Regions from separate parts of the Mus musculus genome. Here region 1 is linked to region 2. A link is a contact called in public Hi-C data. All regions are on one chromosome and are shown on one strand. The core of a region is the stretch at or near the end of the contact, and the rest is flanking DNA. Distances in the headings are between cores, read along the strand shown. Region 1 has its middle 47 kb from the start of Gm15083. Region 2 overlaps Atp2b2 (ATPase, Ca++ transporting, plasma membrane 2).

Region 1 (2,700 bases), core at 102-2,601, 130 kb after region 2:
GGCCACTCCGCAGTGCACACATCAAGGTCTGCAGAGCCAGCTGCCAGCAACTTTCTGAATGAGACTTTCATGGTGACAGTGGATGTGCCCTTTACATGTGCTCTGGTACTCCTGCGTCCAGCATTCATCTAAAAACACTCACTATCCTGATTCTCCACAGGGAAAACTTCCTGATCTCTGTCTCACACTTGTGAACTGAGAGCCTCCACCCTCCCATGGAGAACCCTACAGTAGCTCTGAAAGAGTCACCTCACGCATGCCATAGATGTCATGTCACCTCACCCATGCCATAGATGTCATGTCACCTCACCCATGTCATAGATGTCATGGATGAGGCTCCAAGGTGCTGGGCTTGCCCAAGGTCACGTTTCCAGCAGCCAGCATCAGGCCTTGTGGCCCAGAGCCAACTCCAGCTGCAAACTGAAAGTAAACACAGCAGCTACGACCTGGGGACATCTTGGGAAGTGGGTAAATGGGGCTCCTGGACCAGGTGGAATCCAAGCTGAGTCCCCAGGAACAGATAGCCAGCTGGGTGGGCAGGGACTGCTTAGCCAGCTGGGTGGGCAGGGACTGGGGAGCTGGGATGCTGATACCTGGGTAATGGGGGCAGGGCAGGAGTGAGAGCCAGCTGTGATAGCTGCCCACAACTGGGGACTCAGAGACTGCAGATGGACACTCTGAAAGTGACATTTGTGGGTCACAAAGGCTGCCCGTGAGGATACACATGGGAGATTCTTCTCTGGCACTGCCAGGAATCAAAAAAAATTTTCCTCAAAGGACCACCCGTGATCCCCGCTAGGAGAGGACCCATGTTAGGTGAAGAAAAGGAAGGACTGACTGAGCAGGGTCTTTGCTGTGACCAAAATGCCACTGAAACTCCCCTTTAAGGGCACCGGTCATCAGAAGTTGGCCAAGCCATTGAACTCTTGACCCTGGATTTCCTGAGCTCTGAAATGGGGAAGGTGGGCAGGGCTGCGTGCATGCATAGGGGGAAGGAAAGCCTTGATATTTACAGAGCTGGCACAGAGCAGTTCTGGGGAGGGGTGTGCTGGGTAAATACCTAACGACCTCAGCAAATATCAGCTCCCAACTTTTTCACCCCGAATGATTCACACGTCGCTCGGAATTCGCTGGGCGCACGATGTGGTTAATTTAAACACTGCGGCGGCAGGCGAACCTGAGCGGCATCTCAATGCGCACAGACCTTATTTTTAACAAGACATACTTTGGCACTCGCGAGAACATTTAAAAATACCTTCTCCATTCCGAGGCAGCAGTGTTCTGTCCAGGGGGAGGAATTCTCAGTTTGAGGTCATTGCCTTCCCTGGGACCTGGACTCTTGACCAGAGCTGTTGCAGATGCTACCTTGAGCTTCCAGAGCCAGGAAGCAGGCACATTGCAGGTATGGACCCAGAGCCAGGACTGACAGCCACCTCTCTGTTTGATCCTCTTCAAAGAGGGGTCTCAGGGAGGGATTGGGCACCTCTCTCAGCCACCACACAGGGACACCTGTTTCCGGCCTGTGCTGCAAACACAGGGTAAGCATGATAGAAGTAGAGTCATTGCTCCCAGGGTAAGCGTCCCAGCAGGGAGACAATGAATATGGAAATGAATAAGCTGGCTGCTTGATCTGAGATCACTGCTCAGGTTTTATGCATGTTGCAGAAAATAATACAGTGGGACAGAGGGCTGTGCATCTGAGGGAGACAGGGAAGAAGCAACCTTTGACTTGACAGAGGGACAGGGTACATGAGTCAGCTGTACAAATTTGGGAGCATGTTGGTGAAGCGAGGAACAGCAACTGCAATGTTTTGAAAAGGGGTGGAGCCCATCGATTTAGGGAAAGGTCTATGGTGTAGTGTGACCAAAGAGGACCAGGCTGAAATGAATGCGGTGAGAGAAAGAAGCAGGGACAACCCTACAAGCCAGACCCATCTGGAGGTTCGGGGTGGCCTTTGTGGCGGTATGGGGTGCAGAGGCATAAGGAACAGAATCAGCACTACGTGACATAGGTGTGCCAGCACCGTCTATGTACCATTTAATGGGAATGGTGTCCCTCAGATTGCTGGAGCTAGCCCTGGAGCTGTGCTCGGCTTGCAGCAGATGATTCATGAGCATTTAACGATAATATACAAAGCCCAGCAGCTGTGCCTTCTTTTAGCAGACATCTGGCTGCAGCTGGCAGTACAGGGGTGGGCAGAGTCAGAGTCCTCGTTCCCAGTGCTGCTCCCAGCAAGGTCACTTCTTCATCAAGCAAGCAAGCAAGCGCTTCTTGCCCCCTTCCTTCTTCCCCTTGGCTCTCTTTCACCTACTCTCAAAACCCACTTGAGGATAAAGAGCATACAGTATATAAGACTTGAGGCCTTTGCAAGGAGGCCCAGTCCTTGCCCCAGTGTGGCTGGGAGGGTTGCATTTGGGGCCATGCTTTGAGTAGCAGTGGTTGATGGTTGAGCATTAAAGATGTGATAAGAAAAGAGCGCCCTCTAATGAAGGGTTTTTCTCCTGGAACTTTCCATAGCATTCAGCCAGGTGCCTGGGGAGTCCTTGACCTTCCTAGCAATAGATCCAAATGGTGCATAGAAAAGCCAACCCTGTGCCCTCCATCTCAACCCTGCTTCCTCTAGGCCCAGCCTAATTGCTCGTGGTGACAATACTGGCTTGGGGGGTACCTACATTCCACATTTCTCTCTAGCATTTGGC
Region 2 (2,700 bases), core at 5-2,504:
CCCTTTCCGCTTGCATCCATTTTGGCCCGGGGTTTTCCTTGCTTGTCTGGGAGGGGTTGTCTCTTGAGGCACACTAGCAAAGAAGGGTGGATGCTTAGGCTGAGTCACTCACCCCTCCCCAACCCCCTGCACTGGGTTGCACCTGGCTGCCTAGCAACCAAGAATGTAGCTCCTTGCAATTGTATGGGAGACATGATGTTCCGAACAAACCTTCAAATCACATTCTACCAAGTTATGTTCAGCCCGGGGCCCAGCCATGAAACAAAATGACAGAACAGAGTGCCAGGACAGTCAGGTGTAGAGCATGATGGCAGAAGCCTGGATGGAGCCAGGGACATCCTCAAGGTGAGCAGACAACAGTGAGAAGGCAGTGCGAGGAGCTTACTTAGCCCAGGTCTGCGCTAAGATACTGGCCATGCCGCATCTCACTGGGCAAGCAACGTCTCCCCTTAGACCTCAGCTTTTCCTTCCCTGTGAGACTGACAGTTTAGAACTCACTTTGCAGGCTTTTGGCCAAAACAAGCATGCTGCACTTCCCATCCACCCCCAGAAATGTCCCATACCTAAGAGGACAGCCTCTAATCCTCGCATGGCCTCCACTCCCTGCCCACTGCCCTCCAGTTCCATGCCCTAGATAGACCCTATCTCAGCCTTTGCCCACCCTCTCCTGTCCATCCTCCAGCTTCTACTGCCTCCCTCTCCTGTGCTCAGACACCTCCCTGTGCTGTTTCCCAGTGTAGCTTTCTGCCCGCAGCCGCTAGAGCCTCCAGAACCCTGGGCAAGCTCCCACACTGCTCGGTTCCTTGGCTTTTTCCTGCCACCCATGCACACATGCAAGTCCTGTGAACACAGGCACACTGATGATTGCATGAACTGCTGCGCCTAGAGCTCTGCTCAGCACACAGTAGGTGCTCAAGAAATGCATGGATGAGCTTTAAAAGAGGTTTCAGAAGGCTAAACCTCATCGGTAGATATGCACACACTTGGCCAGGGGATTGCCTCTGGCATCAAAGCCAGTTTCCAAATAATCTAGAGCACAGTAGGTGTCCACCGGCCTCAGCACCCATGCTTATGGCTTGAGTTTGTTTATTTCCACAAAGGAGCCAGGTCAGTGCCCTTAAACCTCATGCCGAATGGTGCCACATCTACTAGAGGTAATTCTTTCTCAGTCGTCACATCATTAAACCATCACGACCTGAAAGCGTGTCATACAGAGGGTCACCATGCCTGTCAAGTTCAGGGACAAAGTTGAAAGTTCAGGACTGAGGCGGCATGTTTTCCCGGAGGTCTGGAAGGGCTGTGTGACCTGGAGAGCTGGGACCAACCTGAGGCTGAGGGAACCGAGCTGGAGCCAGCAGGCTTAGGCTCCTATCTGGCTTCTGCTACTTGTTAGGGTGTGACTGTGGCACACAGTGCCTTGGTCTCCTCGTTGGGAAGATGCTGGCAACACAGACAGCAGCCACTGCGGTAAAGGGCTTGTCCTGCCTTCCCCAAGCTGTCCTGTGCCACCCACGTGAGGCCTCTATCAGGCCCCACACAGCTGCATGTTCTTCATTAATGACCTGAAGCCTGGCTGCTGCCAATGGGCTTGTTAGCACACTTTGGACAAGCCTGAGTGGGTGTGGAACAGCAGAGGAGCTCCAAGCTCAGGATCAAACATCAGCCCCAAAGTAGGAACATGAGAGAGACAGATTAGCATCCTGAGAGAGACAGATTAGCAGCCTGGTCCTACACCACCCAAGCCCATTTCCTTGCTTAGTCCTCTGGGCCACTGGAGTCCTGCCCCTCTTTTAAGAGGAAGCCTTCTGCCTCCTACCACAGCCAAGCCCAGATATTGCCCAGCCTCCCTTTGTGACCCAAGGCTAATAAGGGGGCAGCTGGGGTGCACCTCTGCCAGCTCAGGCCAGCTCAGAGGCCCTCTAATGGGGTGGTGGGCCACAGCAAGATTATTCTCCTGAACTCTTTGATGTACAAAGACTATGAAGATTATTGCGCTCACACAGTGACAAACCCAAGAAGTAGACCCGGGAACCCGAACACAGCCACATGCACCCTTAGAATCCACAGACATCTAGCACACTGGGTGTGCAGGGCAAATGATACCTCAGTCTCATTGACAGATCACATATCTGCCAGCCCCGCCTACCTGCTCACATCTGGCCCTAAGTGTGTTTAGGAGAAAGTGAAGGGTGTCAGGTTGCTGAGCTGGACTCCTGTGCCTCCAAGGTGGGAAGAGTCCTGTGGATGCCCTTCGCCTCTCATGACAGATCAAGACCATGGGTTCTCATTTATTCAGGCCTAGGTTTTCTTCCCACAATCATGTGACCTGGACAAGTCAGTCAATCTCTCTGTGCCTCAATTTCCTCCTCCACCAAATGGGGTGAGTGGTGGTGTCTCCCTCCTACATGTGTGAGCTGCTGGTAAGAGGCCAGTGTCTATTTTGTTGTTCCTGGAAGGGGGGGGCAGTATTTCCCTTTCCTTATAGGTTCCCTTCCTACCCAGGTCTCCTGATGGCCTCTGTCCACCACATGGTCTCAAGTAAGGGACAGCAGAAGTTTGCAGGTAGATTCCTGACCCTGGCATATCAGTGGATCTTGGTATGATCAGCTGCCCATGTGTTGAGAGAGGTCCAAAGTCTAGAGAACAACTATTACAGCTTCCGGCCACCAAAAAGCCTCTGGCGTCTCCTTTACCTCACCT

What was found. A called contact is a pair of places that touch in the nucleus more often than the background predicts.
Region 1: a Hi-C map of liver shows a contact between it and region 2, with 1.6 times the contacts expected there. The contact joins two enhancer-like sites. A contact is called at or near these places in 2 of 15 datasets of contacts at CTCF or cohesin (embryonic stem cells and pro-B cells), 12 of 484 Hi-C or Micro-C datasets (B cells, Sertoli cells, cerebellum and 7 more), 2 of 115 datasets of contacts at active chromatin or transcription factors (astrocytes and embryonic stem cells) and 1 of 9 other capture datasets (embryonic stem cells).

The regions. Positions count from the first base shown.
Region 1 is chr6:113,956,415-113,959,114 of GRCm38.p6, forward strand. It overlaps a transcript of Atp2b2 not described here. Among named protein-coding and RNA genes, the nearest start is that of Gm15083, 47 kb to the right of the region's middle. Within about 2 kb of position 1,352, at least 13 of the 459 cell types and tissues checked have an H3K27ac peak or open chromatin away from gene starts, as enhancers often do. A contact at or near this core is called in liver, where this site is marked.
Region 2 is chr6:113,827,362-113,830,061 of GRCm38.p6, forward strand. The region is part of intron 2 of Atp2b2 (ATPase, Ca++ transporting, plasma membrane 2); the gene reads right to left. Among named protein-coding and RNA genes, the nearest start is that of Atp2b2, 63 kb to the right of the region's middle. Within about 2 kb of position 1,255, at least 13 of the 459 cell types and tissues checked have an H3K27ac peak or open chromatin away from gene starts, as enhancers often do. A contact at or near this core is called in liver, where this site is marked.